Regions from separate parts of the Mus musculus genome. Here region 2 is linked to region 1. The links are chromatin contacts, called in public HiChIP or PLAC-seq maps. All regions are on one chromosome and are shown on one strand. The core of a region is the stretch at or near the end of the contact, and the rest is flanking DNA. Distances in the headings are between cores, read along the strand shown.

Region 1 (7,702 bases), core at 960-3,459:
CTGGAAGATGCTAGAAACCTAAAAACAAAACTTTGATTCTCATTATTCATTTGCATTGTATTTGTGATACATATTTAAAGCAAAAGAAAATACCATCTACTCAAACAGAGAGCACCTACTGCTTTCTGTTGACCCCAGTCATCTCTACTTTCTACTATGGATTAGAATTCACTTTTATGAAGAATTCTCATGAAACCTGTGTAATTATAAACATATCCAATGAATTATACCCCTGACTGTGTCATAGCATACATAGGAAATGCTTTTGATATGTAACTCACAAAAACATGAATGAGCTTGCTGGTTTTGCTGTTAAAGCTTTCATATTTTGTAAATAGTTTTTAGTCTTGCTGAAAAAAAATATATGCTCCCAAGATTACTTTAAATGAATACTTCCAATTTGTTTTTACATGGAATAATTTTCTTGTGCTATTATACTTAAATTCCATACCTGTTACTGTGACCATCCAAACTAGGATGTATGTGAATGCAGATATCCATAGTGCAGACATGAAAAAGGTTATCACAAAGTAATTTTTCCAAAACTTTCTCCTGCAGTCTGGTGTTGTCAGAGCAAGTAATGTAATAATAGGAAGAGAGAGAACCCAAAAAATTCTTCTTAAGTCTGCTTCTGGCATGCTGAAAACACTTGGTGGATCTGTGGTGGGAAAGTTCAACATTTTGAGTTTTCTCAAATGTGCAATTATGTTAGAAAGGCCCATTTAGAAGGCTGTTTTGAAGTAAGTTACTGTATGCATCTTTTAAAGACCGTCTAGAACAGTAGTCTCAACCTGTGGGACTTGACCCCTTTGGTGTTGAACAACCATTTTACAAGGGCCACCTAAGACCCTGAGAAGTCTCAGATACTTACATTACAATTTATAACAGCAAAATTACAGTTCTATGTAGTGTCAATGAAAATAATTTTATGGGTGAAAGTTACCACAATAAGAGGGACTGTGTCAAACGGTCTCAGCATTAGGAAAATTGAGAAGCACTGGTCTAGAACATTGGAATACTCATTACTATTACTGCTGGTCAGAAGAAATGTAACTAAAACTAGGCAGACAGTATAAGCTGTGCTCTACATCCCTTAACCGACTGCTCGAATCAAATATCTTGAACTGTTTGCTGAATGTGCTGGTGACAGTGTTCACGGAGTTGAAAGTAGGATTTGCTTGCTTTACTGTAGTATGGGTTCATTAGAGACGTGATGCTTTCTCTCCCAGCTCTTTCACTCCTCATCTCTTTTCCAAAACGGACGCTGCTTATGCTTTGTTGCACACTGATGCACGCTTAGGGAGTGTTCCCTCTAACTCTCACTGTGCCGCATCGTTTACTGAACGCAGGCTTCCCGGGTGCTAGAAGGAATCTAGAGAAGGTTGGGCCTAGCATCCTTGGTATAGTTCCGGGGTGTGCTCTAGAATGGTGAGGAGATTGGATAAAAGTGGGACGAGGCTGTACACTAATGAATATGTTAAGTATGTGAAGGTTGGATCAAATCACAAATATTATTATAACTCATAAAAGCTCACCAAGACTCAGACAGTGCACCATTAATTTAGACACAGATTCTAGCATGAACATTTTTGACTAGTTCTTTGGAGTCTTTGTTGTTTTAAATCTCCTCAGTCTTAAAGACTACAAAGTATGGTTTGTAAAAATAAATGTCTCGTGTCAAAATTTTAAAGTAATAAATTAGAAGCTTGCTTCTCAATTACCTAACTGAAGTTGGAACCACTTTTATAAAAGCTTTTCTAGTCTGGAATGCTATTGCTATATCGAGCATACCAAGCTCATGTGCTGCTTCACACGGCATGTTTAAGTTACACCTGCGTTCTTTTCCCCATTCTGTTCCCCTGAATCATCCCCTTTCCTTTTATTGACAGTTGTTACAAAGATGTTCTTTCTTTCTTAGTGAAAATCCAAGCTCCAGCGTTGTCTCTGCTCCCTCTCTGGCTCGGCATTGCTGCCATAGTTTGGTGCTGCTGCTTCTACTGTGTCTCATAATTCATCCCCCTGCCTTTTCTGTTTTGTTCCTGTCCTTTCATCTTAGCTCAGTCTTCTGTGAACATTGGGTGAGAGAAAAGAGCCTAACATGCATCTCTGACTCTGTCTTAGGAATGCTGCCTGCTCAGTGGGGTATCTTGCACGACCTCCTGCACTTCCTTCCTGTCAGCCTGCTCCTCTGCTGCTTGCTGCACTTGCATGTGTTGGCTCTGTGTGCAAGCATGTGAGCAGGCCTTTGCTAGTGTTCCCAGGCCTCAGTCCAGAGCATACTTATACCCCTGAATCATGTATGCAATAAAAGTGTCAGCTGTTGCTTCCTGACTACACATACTATTAGATTATTGAGTTAAAGCCTCTCTTATCCCATGGGGCCCAAACCAATTCAAATGCTCCTTTCTCCATGTGCATCTCCCATCTGAGTGTCATCAAAGTTTATTCAGTCTGCCTGTATGAACCATGGTATTAGCAGTTTATGTTTGCTTATGGTGTTCACACTTTGAAATTCTAGCTGATTTCATTCTGTGTCTGGGAAATGGCTCAGTGGGTAAAGCGCTTGGTGCACGGGCATGAGAGTCTGAGATCAGATTCTCAACACCACATAAAAAAGCATGGCAGCCCACATGTATACTCTCAGTGCTATGGAAGTCAGAGACAGACAGATCCCTAAAGTTCACTGGCCAGCTAGTCTAGCCTAATCAGTGAGCTACAGGTTCATTGAATGACTGTGGTCTCAAAAAATGATGTGAAGTCTCAAAGAATTGAGGGCTAGCATCCATGACTGACTCTGGCCTCCATGTCTGTGTGTTCTCCCTTCCCCCACACTTTTAGCTGATTAAAAAAAAAATTATTGTGAGTTCCTTAAAGGCCAGGACTTACTTGCAGTTCATCATCTCTGGCTCCATAGTGTGTTGTGTAACCATGTACTAATTACTAACTCTCAATGAGAACTCAGGTCTTTTAGAGTGTTAGATGGCAGGGTGTAGTTGTTACCTTCAGAAACCTGACTAAGACCATGCAAGCTTAGAGAAAGTTGGGAGTAACCGGAATCTTCCTGAAATATTCCACTGTCTGTCCTTGACTGGCGACGAATGAAGAGCTGGCTCTCATCCTCCCATCCCAACAGTGTCTGCTGTTCAATTCTCTCCTCCATAGCTCTGGCAAGGCAGGGACAACAGGGACTGCATGTTTTCATGACATGCCGGCTGATCGTGGTGTCAAAACACAGCAGCAGAACATAGAGCCCATATATCAGTAGCAGCCCTGCTCCTTCGTACCTAGACGTGGAGGAAAGGGCTGTGCAGTTATCCAGTCATTTTAAACAATATTCTCTAACAAAAGCAACAGTGGAAAATTCAAGGAACCACTCCTAAATGCTTTTATTTACCCAGTTTTGGTTATAGTATGGTTACAAATTCATTGATTAAAAAATCTGCCTCTTTAAAAAGTAATATAAAATCCATTGTCTGACTTTATAGATTCCTTTCAAGTAATAGGCACAAAATAGTCGGAGAGTTAAAACTAATTAATAGATATTTTTTCAGTTCATTTATTTAGCATACTACATTTCTCAAATATTTAATAATTAGAAAATAAAATACTATCTCTTAGATTTTCTGATACAGAAACATGGTGTAGAATACTTAGACTGTGCTAGGTTTTTGCTGGAGCTTTGCAGTTTGTTTTACAGAGATTCAGAGGAAAGCCGGAGGTGGTGGGGTGTTGTTGGCTTTGAGGTCTCATTGTAAAAGCCCAGACTGGCCTTGAACACTGCACCCTAGATTGGCCTCAGACACTCAGATTATTATCCTCCTACCTCTTCCACTTGAGTTTTGGGGGTTTTATATCTGTACTACTATGCTTGGTCCCTTTTTGATGAATTGATTGTAGCTTAATTGGGTTTATATTCATAAGAAATAAAGAATATTCTCAAAAATGAAATTCTGGCATACAGCACCAAGAATTGTCTATGCTTTGGTTTCCCATTTTACTGTGTATTAGGCTAATTTTTATCACATTAATATTGTTATTTTATTTCATAGCAGAGAATCACTTCTCTGCTTCAACTAAAAAAAAAAAAGAAAGAAAGAGAAAAAAAAGAGTTCCTGATTTCCTTGGTTCCTGTCATTTACAAGTGACAGCTGAATTCCAGTGTTTTTGCTATACTAGCAACCTGACTTTTATCTTGCTTTCTCCCTGTTTGGATTCTGTGGACACACACACATGTGGTGGCCATATGTTTTATATCACTTTTTTATGGTATCCAGCATAGAACACCTAGGACAATTGTTCTCACAGCCCTTTGGGGCTTGAATGGCCCTATGACAGGGGTCACTTAAGACCATCTGCATGTCAGATAACTTACACAATGATCATAACAGCAGCAACATTACAGTTATGAAATAGCAACAAAAATAATGGTTGTGGGTCCACCATGAGGAACTGTTAGGGGCTCAGAGCAGCAGGATGCCTGGGAACACTGGCAGAACCGCTGTGTGTGCCTGTTTGGCAAGTTCACGTCTTTCCACCAAATTAGCTGCCTTTTCCAGTTTTCTTGGACCTGTTAGGTACAGAGATTATGGAAAAGCAGCAAGCCTTTTTGATGGTGACACATAATTCTGGGTTGTTAAAGAAGGCAGCAGTTCTTCCCATCCTTCTCTTCTGGGAGGATGGGAGGAGTGCAAGGGCTTCTGCTGGCCTCCAGGCTTTTATTACTATGACCCTTTCTTTTTAACCAAGGCCAGGTAAGCAACAGCAGCCGGGGAAGGTGTGAACATGGAGACCAAGGAAAAGGAAGAATGGCTGTCTTCAGTGACTAGGACAGGAGAGAAAAGCAGCCACCAGCAGTTTTGAAGGAGTCAGCTGAGACTGCAATAGCTGTTGAAGTGAAGGTTTTGAGAAACTATACTACTAAGCCATCAGACTTCAAAAATTCTGTAATTATGTTTTATGTTAAGAGTGACACTTATTTAAAGCTTACCAGTAAATTCGGTTGTCAAATATTATGCCAAAAACTGCTCCTACACTAACTGCATACACTGCACAGTCTCGGAAGAGGGGCCAGCAGGAGAGTGTTGAAACCTGGAAAATGATGGTTTGATTTACTGTGTGCATTACAGTGTAAGGCATTCAAGAACAGTGTATAATACTGAAATCACGTATATTTGTGGTAAACTATTGTTAAGTTTGCATATTACGTAGAGAAAAACAATTTTAAAGTAAAATTGTATATAAACCTGTACTGACTTTTATAAATTTCATTAAGAGATGCTTATGGATTATGTCAATTGAGTAAATGTTTTTCTAGTGGTTATTAAATTTGACTGAATGCAATTCCAGTGTCATATTGTTCATCCCTGGCAGGTTTAGAATTTGTCAAGAAAATACATCTTATTGAATAGTTTTCTTACCATGTTGGACAGGAGGCCGCAGGCAGCACAGATGCCGAGGAGATTATAAATTGCAGATCCTAGTATGGTGCTGATACCAATATCTCCCTTTGTGATAAATACACCTGGGAGCGAGAGAGTAGTAGCTAAGTTAAAGCTGACTTGAAACTAAAACCCCACCGAATAAGCAGCAAGTCAAAGGAACAATATTTACCCAAGAAGGCGGTAACTAGTTCAGGGGCGGAGCTACCAGCTGCCATGAAAGTTGCACCTGCAACATCCTGCGACAGTCCAAGGGCTGAAGATGAAGGAAGTGATTACTATGGGTGATGGTGGCAAGGTGTATACAGCAGAGCTATGTAAAAGACACTCAGATTACACCTGTACATTACACTCATTGACTCAAGCTGGAAATTAAACATTTGGGTTAGAAATAGAGGAATCCTGTATGTATCTTGGTTTCCTATGAATGCATTACTTAACATTTCTACAGAAAGGAGGGCTGGTGAGACGGCTCAGCTGGTGAAGACGCAATGCCCACTAGGCAACATGAGTTCAATTCCCAGAACCCATGAAAAACATGGAGAGAGATACCTGACTCCACAAACTTGTCATTTAGCTTCCGCAGGTGCACCATGACAAGTGTACGCTCATGTTCACACATGCACAGGATGTCATAGGGTTTCTATAGCTGCAACGAAACACCATGACTAATGGGGAGGAAAGGGTTCATTCAGCTTTCAATTCCACGTTGCTGTTCATCATCATGAAGTCAGGACAGGAACTCACGCAGGGCTGGAAGTTGGAGGCAGGAACTTATGCAGAGGCCATGGAGAAGTGCTGCTTACTGGCTTGCTTCCCATGAAGCAATAGGACCCAGGCCTGCCCACCGAGGCATGGCACCACTCACCATTAGCTAGGCCTTCCCTCACTAACAGATCACTAATTGAGAATGCCTTACAGCTAGTTCTCATGGAGGCATCTCCTCAGCAGGCTCCTTGCCCTCTGATGACGCTTGTGTCTAGTTGACATAAAACCAGCTAGTACACAAGATAACGAACATTTAAAGGCCATTGAGGGGGTCAGAGGATAAGGGGATTTGCCTCTAAGGCTGATGGCCTCAGTTTGGTTCCCGGAACCCACATAGCAGGAGGTAGATAACCAACCCTTCAAAAGTTGTCTTCTTCTCTCAACACATGTACCACTTCATGTCTCCAGTCCCAAACAAATAGATAAATATAAAATAAAAAAGAGGAGACAAAGTCCGGGCTGTCGAGCAATTCAGAGAAGTGGCTTCCAGCTCTATGTGAGCTGCAAAACAACTCCTTTGACAAATTCTAGTAGTTCAGGATTCCTAACCTGACTTGGAAGAAGATAGGGTTCAGTGGTTCTTAAGATCCACAGCGAAGCTGGATTGCGTTCTTTTACAGATTCACAAAACCAACATTATCTAATGGAAAAGGAGAGGAAATCAATAAACAAAAAGCACAGTAAATCTGGCATTATGCAAATTACACAACAGATTAAGTCTGTCCTATTATTTGAGTAGTTTGTGGGTATTGTTTAGACTTAGAATCATACAAGGCCTTTCACTTAATTGACATTAGGGAGAGTCTTATGTGGCTCTTCCAGCATTAGAGCCAAGAAATGTACTACAGGCAGGAGAAGAGAAAGCCACATTGAAGAAACAACTCAGTCTTTTGAGAAATCTCCATCAAGTTTGTCAGTAAAAAGGTATGTGTGCATGTGCGTGCATGCTTGTGTGTGTGTGTATGTTACGGAGGCCAATGTCAGTGTCAGGTGTCTTTGCTCAGTTAACTTTGAGGCTCCTTGGGGACTCTCCTGCACCATCTCCCCAGGGTTGGAATTACAGTCATGCATCAGTGCACCTGGCGTTTCATTTGGTCCTGGGAATCAGAATTCATCCTCAAGTTTGGGGGCCAAGCATACCATCCCCAGCCACTAGAACTCAGATTTCTAAGATTTGATGGAAGTCTTTTTTTGATGCTAACTGCTGTTACTGTACTAAGGTTTTAGCCCTCAAACTCTGGTGTATTTGATCTGGTCTCTCATGGTTGGCAGTGTCTCCTGGTGTTTGCTTGTAAAGACTGGCTATTTTTCCTTTTTTTTAGTATGCATTGGTGTGAGGGTGCTAGATTTCCTGTGAGCTGCCATGTGGGCACTAGGAATTGAACCCAGGTTCCTCTCTGGAAGAGCAGCCAGTGCCTTTAACCATAGCCATGTCTTCATCACCTAACTGGTCTTGCTTACTCTTACGTACGCATTTCTTCTCTGCTGAAACTGAT
Region 2 (6,814 bases), core at 2,584-5,083, 40 kb before region 1:
CTCTCTATCAGCTTTTAAGGATTATCTTCAAATACTCATAGCAGCACAGGGATTGGTCCTGGCAACTTGTCATTCTAAAAACTTTACTTTCTGTCCCAAATACTATAATTAAAGCTTGAAAACAGAGCCAGGCGGTGGTGGCACACGCCTTTAATCCCAGCACTCGGGAGGCAGAGGCAGGCGGATTTCTGAGTTCAAGGCCAGCCTGGTCTACAGAGTGAGTTCCAGGACAGCCAGGGCTACACAGAGAAACCCTGTCTCAAAAAACCAAACCAAAACAAAAAACAAAAACAAAACAAAACAAAACCAAAGCTTGAGAACAATACTTCAAAAATATAAATATTTCAACTAAAGACTACATCTAATACAAGATAACTAATTACCTTGGTACTCTTTAGAGTTTGATTGCCAAAATGAGGACAGATAAATCTCCATGCCTTTGGGTGGAGGAAGCTGAATTCTTCCGTGTCCTAAGGAGAGGTAGTATCTCTTTCTGTACAGGGAAGTGGGCAGGGCTCCCAGCAATCTAATCTGGTTTGGCTTGGAGTTATTGAGTGACGCCACCAAGGTACAGGCAGGGTGACTTAAGCGAAGGAAGCAGAAAGTGGTTAAAATGTTTCTGTTACCCAGTAATAAACACCTATATTTTCACTATAGAAGGAACTGCAAACAGAGAAGTGCACAGTACTATGGAATATACTGTGTTAGACAGGAGCTCCACCACTGAGAAATAGCCTTAGACCTGTAAACTCTCTTTTTCAAGCTCCAAATAGCAAAGAACACTTACTAAGTGTTTCCCAACTCAGCCATTTCATTTGTCATGTCTCTAGGATGTACCCTGGGTACTTCATTTTCTTAAAAAGATTAAGAAGGCCCATCTGGTTACTATTACTAGCAGGTGATAATAAAGGATAAAGTATGTTAAGGTAACAGTATGATAAGGTGGTGTTAAGCTATTAACAGAAAAGACCGGATTTTGGAGTTACATTTCTAATATGTAAGAAGGCTTCCTTCCCTTTCTCACACATACATGCAAATATACATTCCATTTTTTTGTTTTGTTTTGTTTTGTTTTGTTTTGTTTTGTTTTGTTTTTCAAGACAGGGTTTCTCTATGTAGTCCTGGCTGTCCTGGAACTCACTCTGTAGACCAGGCTGGCCTCAAACTCAGAAATCCACCTGCCTCTGCCTCCCAAGTGCTGGGATTAAAGGTGTGCACCACCACGCCCGGCTAGACATTCCAATTTTTAAAAAGAAAAGTAAGTGGTCCTTTGACTTTCTTCCAGCAATATTGTATTAGTTTATTTTCTATTGCTGTGATAAATCACCATGACCAAGGCAACTGACAGAAGAGTTTCTTTGGTTTTACAGTTGCAGAGGGATAGGCACAGTCATGCTGGGGAGGCATGGCAGCAGGCAGCTGGCATTTGGAGCAGCAAACTGAGAGCGTTTATCTTACAGGAAGCAGAGACACACTTGATTGTGTTCATACAAAGTGAACTGGGAATGGCATGCATCTTTAAACTCTCAAAGCCTACCCCTAGTGACGTACTTCCTCCAACAAGGAACAAGTACATCTCCTAAGCCTCCCAAGGCAGCACTGCCAACGAGGTTCTAAGTGGGGTCCACGTGTTCAAAGCACTAAAATATATATTTTGTGTAATTGTGGAGGATAACGATTTTGCAGTAGGAACCATGGGGGAGGGTGGGGGCCACTTCAACATCTGTTACCTAAGAGTTTTTCAATGTGCACACATAAACTGGGAAAAAAAAAATTCCCAGTGAGGGAATTAAATTCTCCTTTGTCGATTTCGCTACCCTTAAGTATGCTGTCAACAGCATGGAGAAGGAAAGGTTCATCTCTTCTAGGAGCCCCTCAGTGATCCTCAGTTATGATAACCCTTAGCTCTTTATGAATTCACAAGATTGGGGCTAAAGGGTAGGCAGAGAGCCATTTATCTTAGGCTCACAGTTTAAATCCTGCTTGGTTGTGGGTTGTCCTGGTGCTGTTTGTATTCTGATGTTAATTCTGCTTCCTCCAGAGGGGTTGCCCCCTAGAGCAGTCGCAGCAGGTGAAGTCCTGCGAACCTTCCCATTTTAACTGGTCAATAAAGGCGAGAGCCCGTTTTTTGGGCAGTGGTGGGATAGGAAGAACGGGAGATCTCTGAGAATGGGCACAAGTAGGGAAGAGGGAGGACGAGAGGAGGAAGGAAGACAGTGAGGACAATAGCCATGTTGGAGCAGAACCACGTGGCCAGGAGAAACCACAAGTAGCAAGGGGTCTTATAGCTGGGGAATGTTAGTATAGTGTTAGATCTGCCCAATCTAGGCTTATATCTTATACTTATAATAACTGGATTACGTGGTTTTTTTTTTTTTTTTTAAGATAGGCTTATTGGGGTTGGAAATTCCAAGACACTGCCCCCCAAAGCTCAGTCATTAAGAATAGCTCTTTTAATGGGATATTTAAATTGGCATACTCTGGAGTATGGGTAAGTCTCATGTGTGTGTTTAATTAAATTGTGCTTTTAGCTCGATTACAGCTCTTGAATAGTGCTGTTTCCCAAAGTCCTCCTCCAGCAGAGCTCTAGTGTCCCTTCCGAACCTTCTATTATGGTTTGGTCACGATGAACTCTTGAAAAGTGTTGAAATGTGAAAAAGGTTTTTGCAGGAATCTACTAGTCCAGGACTGTCAGATGGAGTTCCTTGGAGAAATTCAATGGTAACAAAAGAATACATGGAATAGTGAATACTTTGAAATCTAGGGTTGAGGTGGGGTGGGGTGGGTTAATCTGGTTTCTCCTTGATTGAAACCCCATGGGAGCCTTAAGAGATAGACTGCGATACTGTAGCACTTGGCCCTAGATGAAGTGTTTTCTTTAAATCTCTACCTTGCAGGGAAGGAACTGCTGTCTTTACCTGAAGAGAAGTGGAGAACTGAAATGCCTCAGCCGAGGAGAAAGCCTAATTTTCTCTGCCAGATTCCAGCACCTGTCTGCTAACTGCAACCATTAGGCCCCAGGGGTGACAGTACAGAAACACAAAAGTATCTGTTGTGTTTAGGACACTATGTGGGTAGAACGCCAAACTCAGAATTTTGTAGATGACTCTCATCTCTAATAAACTGTGTCTGCCTTATGCTGTTCACTTTTTTTTTAAAGAAGGAAACATTTGAGGAGGTCTTAGCTTTTTTTTTCAACTGAAAAAGGCCATTTTAGTGTGAAGTGTAATCATGACACTCAGGTTTATGAATCTTTAGTATTTAGGGGTAAAATCTATAATCCAAACCAAAATATGCATTTGTAGCTAGTCTTGTATAAGACTTCTTTTAAAACAATTTGTTTTTTCCATGTGTGCGTGTGGTTTGCCTGCATGTATATCTGTGCACCACAGACATACCAGCGCCTATGGAGTCAGAAGAGGTCGTTGGAGCTCCTGTATGTGGGTGCTGGGAACCGAACCCAGGTCCTTGGCAAGAGCAGCAAGTCATCCTAACTGCTGAACTCCTCCAGCCCCCTTGTACAGGTTTTCTTAAGAAAATGATGGACTGTCCAAATCGATAGCTGCCCCGAGAATGTAAAAACTTCGACCTCTTAGCTGATTGCTAAGGTCTACAAAAATCTTCAGCCCTCAAAGAAAGTGGTCAACTTGTCCTCAGCTACCGGTGCTCGCTGGCGGGTTCGTAGAGCATCCACCCGCAGAGATGGAGCTGCCATAGTCCTCTCATCCAAAGGCCCCGTCCCCGAGGACCCCCATCTCTGCCCCCCCAGGCAGCCCGCGCTCCCTCCGCAGGTGGCCGCGCCGGAGCCCCGCCCCCACTCACTCCCCAAGTCGCGGGGCCTCGTCCGCTCTCGCGAGATCCCGGCCGCCGAGCGCTCGGGGCCTTTTCAAATCGCGATCCGTTACCGCTTCTCCGGCCGCCGCCATTGTAGCGCTCGGAGCCCTCATCGCGGCCGAGGCGGAGCCCGCGGCGGGATGGCCGATGCCGACAAGTCCGAGGCGGCCGCGGGTGACGACGGCTCGCAGCAGCAACCGGCTGAGCCGCGGCGAGACACGCACCCCGGCGAGCCCGAGAAACCGCCGCGCAGCAGCGCCAACGGCGTTAAAATGTATTGTCTCCCCCGGGCGGCCGGGCGGGAGGGCGGCCGGGCAGGGCGGGAGGCGCGGGCGGCCCCGGGGCGGGAGCAGGTGCGGTGCTGGCGGCCCCGGCCTCGGGCGCGCGGAAAAACGGTCCCCTTTAAAAGGCCCGAGGCTAGCCTCATCCTCGGGGAGGACCCAGGGATGACATCATCGGTCCTTTCCCCTCCCGGCCCGGTTCCGAGCCCCGGTGAGGGCCGCGTGTGCGGTGGTGGCTTCCAAAGTGTTAGAGCTCACCGAACCCATTGTGTTCCTCTTGATTGGCTTTCGAAAAAGGAGGACTTGGTCTCCTCCACCCACCCGGTGATGGTTGTGGGCCGTGCAGGCTGGTTTATTTATTCATTTTTTTAAAAACACAAACTCAGTGTGTAGTGGCCTTCATTTTACTATAATTCACTTACGATATAATTAAATTACTGAAATATAAATCTGAATTTGGCAAAACTGGGAACGCAACCCAGGGCCTCGTGCAGTCTCCAGGCAGGCGCTAGGCCACAAAATGACACCCCCCCTCCACCGAATGCAGTGCTTTTTTTGTAGAAGAAAACCCGAGGGCTGAAGGTTGGATCTGTCATCTGTGTCTGTAGAGAATTTAGTCGACGTTAATCCATAAGATCTTAAGTTGTAAGGCAGTAGGATAGGGGCAGATTGTGCTCGGCTGTCCTTGTCACGTGGGGCTATGTGAAGGCAAACATTTATTTTCCTATGGCTTATTCTGTAAAAACTGAAGTTGAAAATAATGCCAGTAATTTGTTAAAACACCCTCCACCTCTCCATCCTGCCACGGTAGAAAGCAGTGAACACATGCTTTCTGACATGAAGTCAGAAAAGGGAAAATGTCTTTCTGGCTTTTGTGTGGAAATACTTGAGGCAGTGATTTGGACCAGTCTGTTGAAACCGGCTGAATTGAATTGGTTGCAAACTAGATGGGGTAGTGCTCCTCAGCTTCTCTATGACAGTCTCGCTCTTAGGGTGACATCATTGTATATTTTTTCTTAACCACTGACAACGTATTTAAGAGGAATTACCCCAGTTCCCTGGGGCCTATCCTGAGCTTTAGAAGTTCAGTGTTTGCTGTTTTCCTGATGCCTATATTCATTTTTGAAATGATATATGATATATGTGGAGAGGCACTTTAAGAGCGTTCCATTAGACAGAGCCTGTTGTGTTACCTTTGAATTGGCTAGGAATACCTTAAATATGGACATTCGTCTCCCTACCCACCTGGTGACTTTTGAACAGGAAGCATCGTGTGAGCAGAACAGAATTTTGCAGGTATCAGATTTGCAGGGCTTGAAAGTCAGTGCAGTTTGCTCATGGATGGAGAGTGTGCATGCATCAACCACCGAGAAATCAGAAAGCAAGGAAAGCCTATCTCTTATGCCTGTCAGATCTTGGGCTTTTTCAGAGATTTGCTATTAAAAATAGAAAAAAAAAGTGGAGTGACTGTAACAATATAGTCACCCTCTGTGTCTTTGGATTCTGTATTCATGGAGTTAATGGTGAATTGGAAATACCCACATTGTATCTATATGGAAAGTAAGCATACATGATACACGCGTTGTTTTAGGTATTATAAGTAAGGCAGAGAGTGAAGTGTGTGTGAGATTGTGCTACGTCCCATGCACACACTGTGTTTTGGGAAAGGGCTAGAGTATCTGGACTCTAGCTGTGGGGTGCAATGGGGCTGAGGGGTACAGGGTTGTATTACTAATGTGTACCTAGTAGTGAGGGTGCCACTGTTTGTTTTTTTTTTTTTCCTGAAGAAAATAATCATTGAATCTTATAATGTTGGTATTTGTGAAGCTGGTATCTAAACTTCTATTAGACCCAAAAATACAGTGTCTACAGTTGCATTGCAGGATGGGAAAAGAGGTGAGAAAGAACCATTTTCTAATTTAAGGAGAGAAAATATAGGGCAATTGTTAACAGTAAATACAGATTGTTTCCTTATTCTAATTCATTCTTTCCATATTTTCTCAGTGTTGAGTAGAGACCAATGTACTCTAAGGAATTTCTTACACCTCTGCTGGGCCAGCGTAGGTAGTCACAGTGAATACTTAGGGACTTGAATCTTCTGTGAGTCTACAGTGTGACAACCTGTGGGGTGGTTGACACTTTGGGCTGATTACCATGCTTTCAATGATAAGTCATTAAAAGAAATTTGATAACCAGACATTGCTTTACAACATCCACTGCTTCGAAGTGAGCCATGTGCTGCTATTGGGACTGGAACACCTTGTATTAATGCAGTCACAGCAGACAGAGGGGGCTGTCCTTTTCATCCTGTCACCTTAAATGTTAAAGGTTCACTGAGTATCCATTGAAGAAATAGAGGAAGACATTTTGAGATCCTGAGACTCATGGAAAAGATTTAGTTGGCTTGTTCATCTCTAGACAGGAATTAAAGATCCTGTTTTCTCTGTCTACACTGAAGTGTTTTGGAAGGAAAGCAGTAACTATTTTGTGACTCTTCATTAGTCTTGTATGATTACAGATGTATTTATATTGTGCTATTTATAAAATATTCAACACTAGGGTAGGATGAAGTGATTAAAAGCATCGGTTTTATCATGAGTGAAGGTCAAAACCATGATGTTTTGATTTGCTATTATACAATGATTATTGTAATTGAACTAATTAATATACCTGTGAGCTCATGTAGCTACATCTTTTGT

The links. HiChIP or PLAC-seq counts read pairs in DNA pulled down with a chosen protein or histone mark.
Region 2: a contact with region 1 is called in an H3K4me3 HiChIP or PLAC-seq map of neural tube, with 2.1 times the contacts expected there. The contact joins the promoter of Myef2 here to the enhancer-like site in region 1. A contact is called at or near these places in 2 of 39 promoter capture datasets (macrophages and second pharyngeal arch cranial neural crest), 8 of 484 Hi-C or Micro-C datasets (the G1E-ER4 cell line, the HPC-7 cell line, the N1E-115 cell line and 4 more), 5 of 115 datasets of contacts at active chromatin or transcription factors (CD8 T cells, the SCID.adh cell line, embryonic stem cells and 1 more) and 4 of 9 other capture datasets (adipose tissue, embryonic stem cells, liver and 1 more).

What each region holds. Positions count from the first base shown.
Region 1 is chr2:125,078,613-125,086,314 of GRCm38.p6, reverse strand. Slc24a5 (solute carrier family 24, member 5) reads right to left here. Exons shown (of 9, transcript NM_175034.3): 3 at 5,611-5,694; 4 at 5,418-5,521; 5 at 4,988-5,088; 6 at 3,001-3,284; 7 at 452-658. It also overlaps a transcript of Myef2 not described here. Among named protein-coding and RNA genes, the nearest start is that of Slc24a5, 14 kb to the right of the region's middle. Within about 2 kb of position 2,209, at least 7 of the 459 cell types and tissues checked have an H3K27ac peak or open chromatin away from gene starts, as enhancers often do. A contact at or near this core is called in neural tube, where this site is marked.
Region 2 is chr2:125,120,679-125,127,492 of GRCm38.p6, reverse strand. It overlaps Myef2 (myelin basic protein expression factor 2, repressor), which reads left to right and starts at 3,833. Exons shown (of 16, transcript NM_010852.2): 1 at 3,833-4,108. The coding sequence starts at 3,975. Gm46759 (a long non-coding RNA gene) reads right to left here and starts at 3,849. Exons shown (of 2, transcript XR_001783448.2): 1 at 3,399-3,849; 2 at 1,276-2,704.